Regions from separate parts of the Mus musculus genome. Here regions 1 and 2 are each linked to region 3. The links are chromatin contacts, called in public Hi-C and HiChIP or PLAC-seq maps. All regions are on one chromosome and are shown on one strand. Each heading gives the region's core, a stretch centred on a gene start, on an enhancer-like site or on the middle of the called end of the contact. The rest is flanking DNA. Distances are from core to core; before and after follow the strand shown.

Evidence for each region. A called contact is a pair of places that touch in the nucleus more often than the background predicts. HiChIP or PLAC-seq counts read pairs in DNA pulled down with a chosen protein or histone mark.
Region 1: a Hi-C map of brain shows a contact between it and region 3, with 6 times the contacts expected there. The contact joins two enhancer-like sites. A contact is called at or near these places in 3 of 15 datasets of contacts at CTCF or cohesin (embryonic stem cells and pro-B cells), 23 of 484 Hi-C or Micro-C datasets (the HL-1 cell line, the N1E-115 cell line, bone marrow-derived macrophages and 2 more) and 19 of 115 datasets of contacts at active chromatin or transcription factors (the 230-238 cell line, bone marrow-derived macrophages, cardiomyocytes and 8 more).
Region 2: a contact with region 3 is called in an H3K27ac HiChIP or PLAC-seq map of microglia, with 4 times the contacts expected there. The contact joins two enhancer-like sites. A contact is called at or near these places in 1 of 484 Hi-C or Micro-C datasets (nephron progenitors) and 2 of 115 datasets of contacts at active chromatin or transcription factors (embryonic stem cells and microglia).

What each region holds. Positions count from the first base shown.
Region 1 is chr16:22,545,950-22,550,129 of GRCm38.p6, reverse strand. Dgkg (diacylglycerol kinase, gamma) reads left to right here. Exons shown (of 25, transcript NM_138650.2): 20 at 1,414-1,478. Gm15651 (a long non-coding RNA gene) reads right to left here. Exons shown (of 3, transcript XR_384735.4): 1 at 1,550-4,180; 2 at 213-1,459. Among named protein-coding and RNA genes, the nearest start is that of Gm15651, 8.0 kb to the right of the region's middle. Within about 2 kb of position 1,614, at least 168 of the 459 cell types and tissues checked have an H3K27ac peak or open chromatin away from gene starts, as enhancers often do. A contact at or near this core is called in brain, microglia and pro-B cells, where this site is marked.
Region 2 is chr16:22,495,366-22,499,810 of GRCm38.p6, reverse strand. The region is part of intron 22 of Dgkg (diacylglycerol kinase, gamma); the gene reads left to right. Among named protein-coding and RNA genes, the nearest start is that of 9230117E06Rik, 14 kb to the left of the region's middle. Within about 2 kb of position 1,585, at least 23 of the 459 cell types and tissues checked have an H3K27ac peak or open chromatin away from gene starts, as enhancers often do. A contact at or near this core is called in microglia, where this site is marked.
Region 3 is chr16:22,347,494-22,351,937 of GRCm38.p6, reverse strand. No RefSeq gene overlaps it. Among named protein-coding and RNA genes, the nearest start is that of Tra2b, 84 kb to the right of the region's middle. Within about 2 kb of position 3,152, at least 45 of the 459 cell types and tissues checked have an H3K27ac peak or open chromatin away from gene starts, as enhancers often do. A contact at or near this core is called in brain, microglia and pro-B cells, where this site is marked.

The DNA of each region.
Region 1 (4,180 bases), core at 365-2,864, 200 kb before region 3:
ATTAGCTAAAAATCTGCTCTATGAACTTTTATTTTTGGCTCTCCAGAATTTTAAGAATCTTTTGAACACGGAGTCTAATAAAGAGATTTTTGTTGGTTATTTATTTGTTGATTGTTGGTTGTTAGGTAGGCGTGTGAGTGGGTAGGTTCATTGAGATATAGTACCACCTTGTAGTCCAGGCTAGCCTTGAACTCTAAATCCTCCTGCCTCACTCTATCCACATGCTGAGACTACAGGGATACCCCAGCATCCCCAGAGATTTCTGATTGGCTGCTGCAGTCACTTCTGGGCAAATCTAAATCAGCTCCTTGTTTCTGGGCTGTCCTGTCTCCAACCAATTAGTTAGTTAATTTCGAGTGTTCAGCATCTGCCTCCACAGTGCTCGATTGGGACTGTGTGATAAGGGGGCAGTACACACTCTTCTGCTGGGCTCGTTAGGAGGTGCAGGAGGCTAAGAGTGAAGAACCGAGTTCAGCTTGGATCCTATTCTGGCCTATAGGTCCTGGAGCCCCACCATGTCAACACCAGTCACAACCATGAGCACTCACAGATAGCTGTAATGGGAGTGTGGGATGCAGATAGGACTCTGGGCTGGACTCTGGTTCCAACCTGAGAAATGGGACACCCAGAAACACAGTGTCATGGAGCGTCGTGGTGAGTTCTGTGGTACAGATAGCCAGCCATGCAGCCAAAGTGGGGGGTGGGGCAACAGATTGGATAGGAAAGGATCAAGATTGTCGCTAGCTTCAGAGGCAGTCCTGTGGATAGAATGATTAATAGGCAGAAGTTAGACGTTTAATACACTTTTGTTGTCTGCTAAACGCACTATCCAGTACTATTGTTAATTGTTTTGGGTGAAACAGACAACAAAGAGTTAATACCAGCGACAGCTTTGGGTTTGATAATGTGCTGTTATATAAGATGTTATCATCGCTGGACGCTGGGTGAGTGGGACATGAGAAAAAGTACTATTTTTGCAACTTCTCATGAAATAGTCCTCACTTTATGTCACCACCCATCACCACACCACACCACACCACACCACACCACACCACACCACACCACACCTCACCACACCTCACCCACTCCTCACTGGCTTCTGGCTTCACCTGAGGAGAGCCCCTCACTCTTCTCTTTAGAGCCTGCTCTTGCCTGTGTTTACAAAGGCTGAACTGTGGCCACTCACTGGGCTTGAGATACTGTGATGAGTGCCAGGCTCTGAGGCAACCAAGTGAGGCTCTCAAAGGACGGAGTGGTGGCACTAGCTTACGCCTGGACGCGGTGCTGTGCCCCTATGATTTGGAGTCTCTGGAATCTGGGCCTTCCAGGGGCATATATGTGTGTCTTCCCACCATACCTCATGGCCACAATCACTAACCAGGCTTTTCTTGCCTTCTTTTCTTCCGTTTCCAGGATGCTTCAATTGCACACAGATTCCATATGATGAGAGAGAAACACCCTGAAAAATTCAACAGCAGGTAAGCGAGCTCGCTGGCTGCCGTGGTGGCACCCCGCCTGCCCGGCACTGCAGCCAGTGCGGGCCTCCCACCTGCTACCACGGAAATGTCCTTGGCCTGGGTCGACCGCCAGGGGACTTCGCTTTCCTGCCACGTTGCCGGAAGGAGGGTTTCCATTTCTAAGAAGGAAAAAAAAAAAAAAATGTCAGAAACCTGCCACAGCCTAGCTGCCGGTCCCCTCCCGCAGGAACTGAACAGAGGGAGGGGTCTGGGACGGCATGAGTGGCAGGGAGCCTGCCTTTGGCCTCCTGGAACCCCTCCAGGAACTTAGAGGTTTCCTCTCAAAAGCCAGCGTCTCGCAGGGGATTGGGGGAGCGAAAGGCTCTGCTAGGGTCTTAGACCCGAGAAGGTGCCAGGCACTCTCCTGGACAGCAGAGGGCAGCAGTGAGGTCCCTACAATGCTGTGACCATCGAGGGCATCACAGCGGCTTCCTATTGGCTCCTGCATGCCTGGAGATTGGGTTCAAACTGGAAAGAAAAGAGAAAACCAAATCCATTGCAAGAGAACCCAAATCTGTCTTGCAAAGCGAATGAAATTTACCAGAACCGCGAGGTAACTGGCAAACAATTACCATGGAGTTGTCCATTTTCCTTTTCTTGCTCATTTCTCTCTCTTCTATGACGCTATCGTCTTTGTTGTACTGATTTGAAGATCATGCCTGGATTCCACGCCTAGCCCCAGGCAGGTGGGCAGCAGTGGGATAATGACTTGGGCTTGATCTTTGAACCTCACGGGTTGCTATTGCGTGAGGCCGCAGAATTCTCCTCAAAGCAGAAGTTCGGGTGTTATTTGAGGACATTTCCCTACCAGCTCAGCCCCTGACTCCACAGCCTGGGAGCTATACCAGGAAGAGGCTGAGAACAGTGAGGTAATGTCAAACCCGGATCTAACAGCATCTGAACTGTATTAGGGTGACATTCGGTCTCACTCAGACCCTGGACCCACAGCATACTACAAACATGTCTTGCCAGCCCTTGTTGTCTATAGTCACCAATGGGCAATGACAACCCTTCCTCCACCTCATCACCCCCGGGCATGCATGCAACCACTATTTTTAAACCACTATCATATTTTATTAAAGTATTTACATGGAAGAGTCCTATTTACACTGGGAAAGTAGGCAAGCTTTAAGATGTTTAAAAGTCAAATACAAATTTGTTAATGACAAGAAAAGATGACAGGCATAAAACCCAAGTTCAGTTGTGCCCAAAGCTTTGAGATCATTGGTATTGTGACTATTGAGAGTCTGCACCCTTAGCAGGCATGTGGTGTAGGCTCAGAGATAAGTAGGTGCCAGAAGGAACCTTTCTCAAGAGACCAGATCTCCTGACAATAGGTAGTTTACGTGCTGGTTTCGAAGCTTCTTGTTTCGCCTCTTCAAGTCTTTTTCTGAGGTGACCTTGAGCTCCATTGATGGGCCAGGCAGCATGGAGTGGTGGCCTTTTGAGAATAACCACTTTGGGGGATTTCTCTTTGTGTCCCAACTCTGGGCCAGCTCGTTTCTTCCTTGATGTTCAAGGATGCTGTGTCCATAGGCTCCCCTTCTCCGCTGTCTGAGGACCTGGCCTGGCACGCTGCTGTTGTTACTAAGCTGTTTCAGGACCGCCCGCCCAGCTTGGTCCTCTTGGTGCCTGGACAGTCCTTCCCTTTAGAAGTGGTGCTCATACGGGAACAGGCCCTTCTTGATCATCTACATAGGATGTGTGGAGGTGTGCTGTGGCCTCTTCAGGAAGTGGCCCCGACTTGAACCTTTTGGCAGAAGTCTGCCTGTTTCCCACACAAATAATATTTATTTCTGCCTCGTCCATCCTCTTGTTCTTCCTCTACAAAAAGAACCAAACCTGTGTCCTCTCTTCTCCCAGAAAGGCAGACAGATGCTCATCCCAGTGGAATAGCAGCCTCAGGACTGCTTTTGGAAAAAAAGTGAACAAAACAACAACAACAAAAAATCTCTCATTCTACCCATTCTACAGACTTTTAGTGTCTTCTTTACACCCAATACCCTCACAGGTTCTCAGGTGCATGTGTCTGGGAAACCCATGGGTTCTGCTCATTCACTCATTCACTTCCTCACTCTCTCATTCATACATTCACTCACTTACCCACTTACCTGCTCATCCACTCACTCACTCATTCACTTGCTCATTCATTCATTCACTCATTGGCTTGTTCACTCATTCATTCACTCACTCATTTGTTCATTTGCTCACTCACTCATTCACTCACTCGCTCAAAAACATCTTTTGAAAATATACTGGAGACTACATGCTATTAAGTGTTTGGGACAGATGACCCAGAACTCACTGCCCGCTGCCCTCTGCAACCCCACTGGAAACAGACTGAAAAGCAGGGTGATTACCAGTGTGTATGAAGTGATGTGTCTGCACAGAGGAGACCTAAGAGAACACAAAGCAAGAAAATGGAGCTGGCATGGAGGGCTTTCTAATGGCAAAGATGCCACATCGGGGATAAAAAAAAAAAAAATCAAGAATACGTTTTTTACAACTTGATAAAAAAAAGAAGGGCTGTCCGCAGAGAGAAAACCAGATGTGCCTGAACATAAAGTGCTAAGGCACAGCGTGCGAGGGAAGAAGCCCTTGGCGCAGCTGTTGCACGGACTCTTGCTGTGGGAAGGAAGTCAGCTCTGTTGTTTTTAGAGAAT
Region 2 (4,445 bases), core at 336-2,835, 150 kb before region 3:
TGGTCATCCTCCTGCTTCTCTTTTCTCTAGCCTCTTGATACTACAGGGTTCCCACACAGGTCGTTGGCCTTCTCTAGTCTGTCTGTACCTCACTGGTGGCCTCCTCCAGTTGCAAGCCTATCTTTCTCTCTGGATTCTAGTGGTGCTATATGTAACGTGTACTCACCAAGTGTGGTAGTGTGTGTCGTAATAGCAGGACTCAAGAGGCAGGACCTGATGGTAGCCTAGACTTTATACCTGGAATGACCCTCCAAAGCAATCTGGTCTTACAACCACAGAAAGACCCCTGAGGAAAAGGTCAGTTTATGACATGGACCAAATCCAGTACTGACTCCAAGTAAAACACCAAATGTTCAATGTGGCCTGGAGCCTCATGGGGTCTATCTAGCCTTCAGCTAGCCTTCAGTAGCTCCCAGACCCCATCTTCTACATGGACTCTCCCCATTATGCACACTACTTCTGTCAATCATGCAGGCTGCTTGTGTAAGTCAACTAGTCCTTTCCAGAATAGCTGGCAGTATGTCTCAGAGGCCCTCAGCTTGAATCACACAAGGATACAGGAGAGCTTTCTGAGATGCCCTTAAATGACGTTCATCCCTTTCTCAACCAAGGACTCCGTCTAAGCTCCTGGCTACTGATACTGATTGGTCACACCCTTCTTGGTATCTCAGTTACCAGGAGAGTAGAGAGGTGAGAAGCTGGGCTGAGGACATTGCCATGGGTACTATACCAGCAGGAGAGGACTAAATTCTGGTACTGGTATTGCTAATAGCCCATTTATTGACACCTCAGTTTTTATTGCTGTAAAACCAGCTTTTTAGGTAAAATCTTGTTAGCTGGATAGATGGGGCCAAACAAGATTGAGTCCTAAACTAGACTTGTTTTGTAAAAAGATTCCTGGACTCTAAGGACTCCCTACCATTGAAGGGAGAGACCCATCTACCATTGAAGGGAAGGGTCTACCTACCATTGAAGGGAGAGACCCATCTACCACTGAAGGAAGGGCCCATCTACCACTGAAGGGAATGGTTACTCTCTTAGTTCATGTGGATCTATATTCTAGAGAAAGATAATCAAGAAACATCATCTTCATACCTTTGTCCTTTTAAAGCTGACTCAGGAATATTTCTCTTTTGCCCTCTTAAGGCCCCTTCATTTCTCACAGTAAACTTTGCAATTTGTATGAATTATTAAAATGAATAATGTATTCCTCTTTCCTCCCTTAGCAGGGGAAGTTGTGGGTGCTAACAGAGTGAGGGAAATAGTGGAGGTTATAGAAAGTTCCTGACACCCCACCCCACCAAGCTCCCACCCTGCCCCACCCACTCTCACCTCCCTGGCATCCAGCTCTATCAGAACAGAGAAGGAACTGGCAAAAATGAGGCCTCCCCCATATTCACCCTGGGGGTTGAGGAAGCTCTTCCTGGGATCACATTCTGCCTTGGGGCTCAATGTCAGCTTGCATCTTTTCCTAAAATGTCTGATCTTACATTTTGTGTTCTTTAAGCAAGAATAAACTGTTGATCACTCTTAGCTCTTTTCTACAAGCCCCTTTTCCTGTCCCCAAAACGCACTGTCAGAGATGAAAGAGGAAGCACTTCCTGTTCTTCAACAGGAAGTGAGAGGACTGAAGCAGAGAGAGGGCCCAGGAGGGGTCCTGGCTTCTGGGCTTTACAGAGCTCTCAACTTGGAGTCTTTCTCCTGAAAGAGCCAACATCCCATAAGAGTGAAGTTGGCAGCAGGAAAGCTAAAGAGACACGTTTGTTCATTTAGTGCCTGGCTCCAGCCCAGACTCTGCCTGTCACTAGATTGCGGCCTGGGGTGTGTCCTCTCAAGTTCTTGGCACTCCGTTTTTCTTACCTATAAAACAAGCAATCAGGAAATCCTATCTTGAGTCTCCCAAAAATGACAGTCCTGATTTGGTCTATGTGACCTCCTTGAGCAGAGTTATCTGTCCATGTTTCCTTCTGTGTGTTCTGTCACAGGATTTCTGGGTCTGTAGCTAAGGGTAGGGGGCTCTCTCTGCAGGCACTTCATCTCTGGAGACCCTTGACTCCTTGGCCTTTCCCTGGGACTGGGCTGGGGGTAGGGAGAAGTCAGGGCAGAGTACAGGGAGAAGGACCCCATCATAGGAAGGACAGGAGAAGGTTTACTGTTCAATCTCTCACCAGACATCAACCTTCCTCCTCAGAAGACGGACCCAAGGATTACCACGGAGTGGGTTCTATCAGAACAAAGGCCACTGAGGGAGCAATGGGGATGGGTGCAGGGGATCTCGCAGGTGGACAGCCCAGACTTACATTTGGGCTTTATATTTCTCAGCTTCATAACAACTTGAAAATGACTCAACCCCTCGGCTTCCTCATATATAAATTCGGCATAATAATACCTAGGGCCCTTACTGCGTCAAGAAGATGGTGGGTGGAAAAGTACCTGGACTCAGTATGAACTCAGACTTAAAAATAACCTCCCTCTGTCCTCTTCTACACCTAGCATGCAAGTAGGGGTCTGGTTTGGACACTTCTGTCTTCAGCATGCACCCACAATGAGAAAGAGCAAAGTGAGCTACTGCAGACGTCAGCCTTGACCCAACACAGAAAGCTGAACAAGCAACTGGACCTACTACCAGCTTCCTCCCTAGGCTTCTCGGATCCCAGAGACAGAGTTAGGGATTATGAGTTCTGAAGCCCTGCTATCTGTCCCCAAGTATCAGAGTCTAAGAAATAAGGGGCTGGACAGGTGGCTCAGAAATTAAGAGTAGATAATGATGCTCTCTCAGAGGACCCGAGTTCAATTCCCAGGACTCATATCAAGTCGGAACCACCTGTAACTCCAGTTCCAGGAGACTTGACGCCTCTAGCCTCTGCAGGCTCCAGTACTCATCCCCACACAGATACAGACACAGACTTTAAAATAATAAGAAAATAAAATTTATAAAAAATGAAAAACATTCGATAAATGAGAAGCACCTAGCATCAGTTTTCATTAATATTGGTAATAAGAATGGTCAGAAGTAACCTCTATTTTTTCTTACATTCTATTGTAGCTTGCAAGTGATTCTATATGAACTAATATAATCCTAACCCAAAACCCACGAAAAAAAGATTATGTACCTAGCCAAATGAGCCTACTTCATAGTTGGGGTGGGGGAACCCAATGAGTTTATGCCCAGAAGTAGCGTCGGAACCAAAACTTGTGTCTATGATTACAAATGAGTCCCTCGAGGATAGTGTCCATCTAGAAAATATACTGGAGAGACTTCTGTGCATGTTGTTCAAGCCAGGCTGTCACAACGTGGGCGACATGTAGGTATAGTCCAAGCAGAGGATCCAATCCACTTGATAACACTCTGCTCATCCATCCCTGCTAATGATACCAGCCTCTAGAGCCCCCAACAGAGAGAGCAGCTTTGAACTCCCTGGGCACTGGGCTCTCCATCTCAGCAGAACACTGGCTGTAGATTGCCCTGAATCGTGGGTTGCTCACCCTTATCATCTCTTTCCCTGTCTCTCCTGGAAAGCAAGGGTGGGGGCATAAGTTCCACAGTGAGCCTTTCTTTACTGCTCTGGTGTCAAGCTGTGTGAGCCTGGAAGAGTGAGGCGTAAAATGTGAGGTGGGCTGAACTCTCCTGAAACAGCCAACCTTAGAGCCTCAGACAGTTCTTACCCTGAGGGTGAAGAAAGGTCACCTGAGTAAAGCCCTCAGGGGTTCAAGCTGTACATAACCACAAGGACAAACTGCAGAAACCTGTTTTCCCATAGAGGAACACAAGTAACAACAGCTGGGGTGAACTCACTCCTGTCCACTGCGCCTGGGAAAGAGCAGGAAAACACATTCCAAGAGCAGTTGTGTTTCGAAGAACCTGTCACCAGACTCTGGTTGTCTTGGAGTGTTCTCCCAAACGATCAGACTTCTCACACAACTCCGATAGTGGACTGTGTTCTGACAACCTTTCTGTCCCTTTCACAGCCCACTACCCAGGAGGGTGTGGAGTGTTCTACAGAAAGGGTTTCTGTAAGGAGAGAAGAGAAATCCTGCCTTCAGTGGACACAGCAGATAATAGATTCTGCGGGACAGGATCAGGCACAAGTAAAATTGATAAGAGAAAAAGTCTTAGAAAGTGTTATATGAGAACATGGGAACTGTTGAACGTTCATTTGAGAAGAGAGACGTGCTGGCCATCTTTAAATAAGTCATCCAGATGCCGCTTAGAGAACTTGTAGCTGAGAGTCTGTGTGGAGTGAAGAGATACCCCAAAGGAGAATTAAAAAACAACTCAGGCAGGCCTTGTCGTCACCACCTATGTGTCCTTAGTAACTGTCTCCAAGCCTCTATTTCAGCACCTCACCAAACAGAAGAGTGATAGGCTCCTTCCCTCAGGACTATTGTGAGAGTTGAACGTCATCCTTGTGGGCACATAGCTGCCTGCACTTAGAGCTTGATAA
Region 3 (4,444 bases), core at 1,903-4,402:
CGATTCCATGCGGTACTTGGGAGGCTGAGGAAGGAAGATCTCTGTGGGAAGCCGAAAACGCCATTACAAGATGGCGCTGGCTACCACTGGCCACCACCCATGAATTTGGGTAAACAACCAATGTGCGCATGTGCATAAGAGTTTTTTGCCGAGTCACTGCCTGGCCCGACACATATTAATGAGGTACTGGTAGCATAACCAATCAGGTATGGACACGTCACTCCTAGACCTATATAAGCAGCACCATTTCTTGACTCAGGGTCTTTTCGCCTCTGTAATTGAGCTCTCCCAATAAACGTGTGCAGAAGGATCCTATTGTGGCGTCCATTCTTGCTGGCGAGTCGGGCGCTCACAGATCTCAAGGTCAAGGCCAACCTGGACTAACAGGGTCAAACTTTGTCACAAAGATGGGGAGACAAGAGAAAGGTGGGGGAGCAAGAAGAGCCTATGGACACATGATTGTAGGCTTCTGGAAAAGAAGACAAGGAGACTACAGACTGTGTCTCTAACAACAAGTACAGACTTCGGTTAGTGTATCTGTGCTGACTCATCAGTTTTGACATGTGTTTGTCACTGACATGCCCTCTGTAATAGGAGCAAACTAAGGACAGGATATGTGGAAAGTCCCTTAACCGCCTTCATAATTTGTCTATAAATTTAAAAATTTCCAAAAATAAAGTCTGCTGGGAGAATAGGGATGGCTAAAAGGTTCACTGAATCCGTAATTTTATATATGTAGGCATTCCCTTTTTTTTGCTGGTGCTTTTGAAGTCTGGGCTGGCTGACACTCACGATGTAACCCAGGTTAGCTCAGAACTCACAGCAATCCTACTTCAGCCTCCCAAATTCAGAGATTACTATTGAAATTATTTTTTTAAGGTCTATTTTTTTTTTTTTTTTTTTTTTTTTTTTGGTTTTTCGAGACAGGGTTTCTCTTTATAGCCCTGGCTGTCCTGGAACTCACTTTGTAGACCAGGCTGGCCTGGAACTCAGAAATCTGCCTGCCTCTGCTGCCTCCCGAGTGCTGGGATTAAAGGCATGTGCCACCATGCCCAGCGACAGGTAGCTTTCTTTTTTTTTTTTTTTTTTTAAAGATTTATTTATTTATTATATGTAAGTACACTGTAGCTGTCTTCAGATACTCCAGAAGAGGGCGTCAGATCTTGTTACAGATGGTTGTGAGCCACCATGTGGTTGCTGGGATTTGAACTCCGGACCTTCGGAAGAGAAGTCGGGTGCTCTTACCCACTGAGCCATCTCACCAGCCCAAGGTCTATTTTCATCTAGGCGTGTTTCTGCTTGCCTGTATATCTGAGTACCACATGCACACCTGGTGCTTACGGGCCAGAAGACGGGGCTGGGTTGCTAAGCTTGTGAGCAGTCATTTGCGAATCAAACCCAGGTCCCCTGGAAGAGCAGCCAGTGCTCTTAACCAGTAAGCCATCTCTCCAGCCCTCCGAAATCATTCCTGAATTGCAAACTTTAACTTGTGGGCCAGGCACGGGGGCAAATACCTTTCATCCCAGCAGTCAGGAGGCAGAGGCAGGGAGAGCTCTGTGATTTCAAGGCCTGCCTGGTTCCCAAATAGAGTTCCAAGGCAGTCCAGTGCTACACTGGAAAGAGCGCACCCCTTTCTCAAAAATCGAAGAGCAGGCAAGCAAACAAATCCCAACCTCGCTTGGTGATTAGTATTTGTTGAATTTTTCCCTGACTTTTTAGGGCTGCTGTAGCTTATGAGAAGAAACATCCCTTCCTCGCTGATGGAGCTCGCTCAGCCTTGTGTCAGCATCAGTGGCTCCTGCCCCTAGAACAACAAAAAAGTGTTATCTGGGCACATAGTTTTGGAGATTCTGATCCATTCTCAGGCAGCCCCATTGCATGTAGGCCCCTGGAGGGGTGCCTGCCACAGTGACAGGAAGCCTGTGGCATGGCAATCTGCTAACCTCTTCTGGTGAGGAGAAAGAGAAAGAGGAAATGACAGACCCCCCCCCCCCCCCTGTAAGCACATTCCTCCCTGGCTAAAGAAAGATCGCCCCAACACCAGACCCTGACTTCTTACAGGCAGCAGAGCTTCCCAGAAACACCACCGGGGGACCTTGCGATTAATAAATGCATCTATATTTGATCCAGAGTATAGCACACATCTTACTTGGAATTAATTTAAAATCATATTAACAGAGTTGAGTGGTGAGGTTGCACACCTTTGATCCCAGCACTCAGGAGGCAGAGGTAGGCATATCTCTGAGTTTGAGGCCAGCCTGGTCTACAGAGCCAGTTCTAGGACAGCCAAGGCTACACAGAGAAAACCTGTCTTGAAAAAGAAGTAAATAAAAATTACAAAACAAAACAAACAAACAAAAACCCTCATAATAATATATATTAACAGATAAACAGGAGCTGATCCAGTAGAACTAGAGATGGGGCCTAGAGCTCTAAAATTGATCATATCTTTCTCCTACCTTCCATGACTTGCAAAGGCCTCTCTAGAGCTCTGATGAGCAAATCTGCTCACTCATCCAAGAAATATCTGTACTGCTGGGGGAAGCGTTAATACTCCTGCCTTCTGTCTGAAGTGATCTGGAAGCCTGTGGCTGAGAGCTGTAGTTCTCAATCCTGGTTAGGACTTTTGAATCCCCAGGAAAGCTCTTCTTAAAAAAGCGTTGATATTTTCTGGGTCAATTAAATCAGACTTGCTAGCTGGATTTGGTAGTGCAGTGCCTGCAATCCCCGCACCAAGACTGAGGCAAGTTCAAGGCCAGCCTGGCATACACAGTGTTAGCCTGTCTCAAAGCAACCAGAACTTCCAAGGATTTCAGCTCTCCCCCGAGAGATTCTAAAGTAAAATGTAGACAAGACTGGGAAACCCAGCTCTAAACCGGGTGCCCCATGGTCTCTGACATCATGGAACTGGAGAAGAAAAGGTCCCAGGAAGCCTGGGAAAGCAGCGGTGGCAGTCCCTAAACTGCCGAGGAGCGAGGAGGGGCGGGCTGGGAGGAGTGGGGGCGACAGGAGAGTGCTGAGAGCAGCGGTGCGCAGCAACCCACACACTGGCTCGTTTTAGAACAAATCGGCTCTTCTCAGACATATGTACTGGAGAAGCCGCCTCCTGGAAATTTCCAGAAACAGCGAGGGACAACTAGCAGAAAAGTATTCAGCTTATATTGTTTCTCTTAATGCTGAGGATCTCAAGATTGTGGGGTGCTTAAGGGTCACCAATCATTGCTCTTACCCCTCCTCCTTCTCTCCCTTCCCTTTTCTCTCTTCCCCTTTCCCCCCTGCCCCCCCTACACCCCCACAAGGCCAGGAACTGTGAGCGAGTTCTAGTGGAACATTTGCACACACCATGCAGATATTTGACCTACTGTTTGCACACCTCAAATAAAATTCAGCATAAGGAAACATGGCTGAGAGGTAGATAAAGGAAAAGCAGAAAATGCAAAAGCCAAGCCCGGAGCAACTCCCCTTTCCCTCAGACCTCCCAGGGAAGGCATTGCTCTCCTCACCAATGAGGAGCCTGTGTTCTAAGAGTTGAATGTCTTTTCAGGGCCAGTTAGCTCTCACGGGACAGGGCAAGAACTTACTCCATCTTCACAATGATTTTGTTCCTGTTTTCAAATGAGAAACTGAGGCAGAAAGAAGGCTGTAGGAGATCATCAATCAGACATTCTGCCATCTACGTGGAGAAAGAGTCAGGACTCTCTCCTCAGAATCACAGCTGTCTGTGTGGCTGGGAGGCGCCATCTGCCCCACCCACAGCAGGGAGGGCTCTAGAGAGCTCTCTGTATTATCTTTGCAGCTTTTCTATAAATGTAAAGTTATTCCAGAATGAAAAGGTTATTTTAAAATGGTACATAATGGTCTCCCGCACCACACACACACACACACACACACACACACACACACTCACACACACACACACACACACACACCCCATAACATTACAAAAGGCTGGAATAGGAGGCTCACTGTGGTGGTTTGAATAGGCTTGGCCCAGGGAGGTATGACCTTGTTGGAGTAGGTGTGGCCTTGTTGGAGAAAAATTGTATGGAGTATCTCTATCAGGGTGATCTTTGAGAACTTCCTCCTAGCTTCCTGGAAGTCAGTCTCTCCTCAGTGCCTTTGGATCAAGATGTAGAACCCTCAGCTCCTCCAGCACCATGCCTGCCTGGACACTGCCATGCTTTCTGCCATGGTGATAATGGATTGAACTTCTGGACCTGTGTGCCAGCCCCGACTATATGTTCTTGGTCATGGTGTCTCTTTACAGCAATGGAAACCTTAACTAAGACACTCACCTTGACTTCCAGATCAGCCTTGGCAGCAGTGAATTCCAGGCTAGCCTGAACCACATAGCCAGATCCTGTCTCAAAAACATACAAACAAGTAAACAAGATACACAACATTATACTTCTCAAGACTTTTCTTGTACAAGTAAGCAATTTTA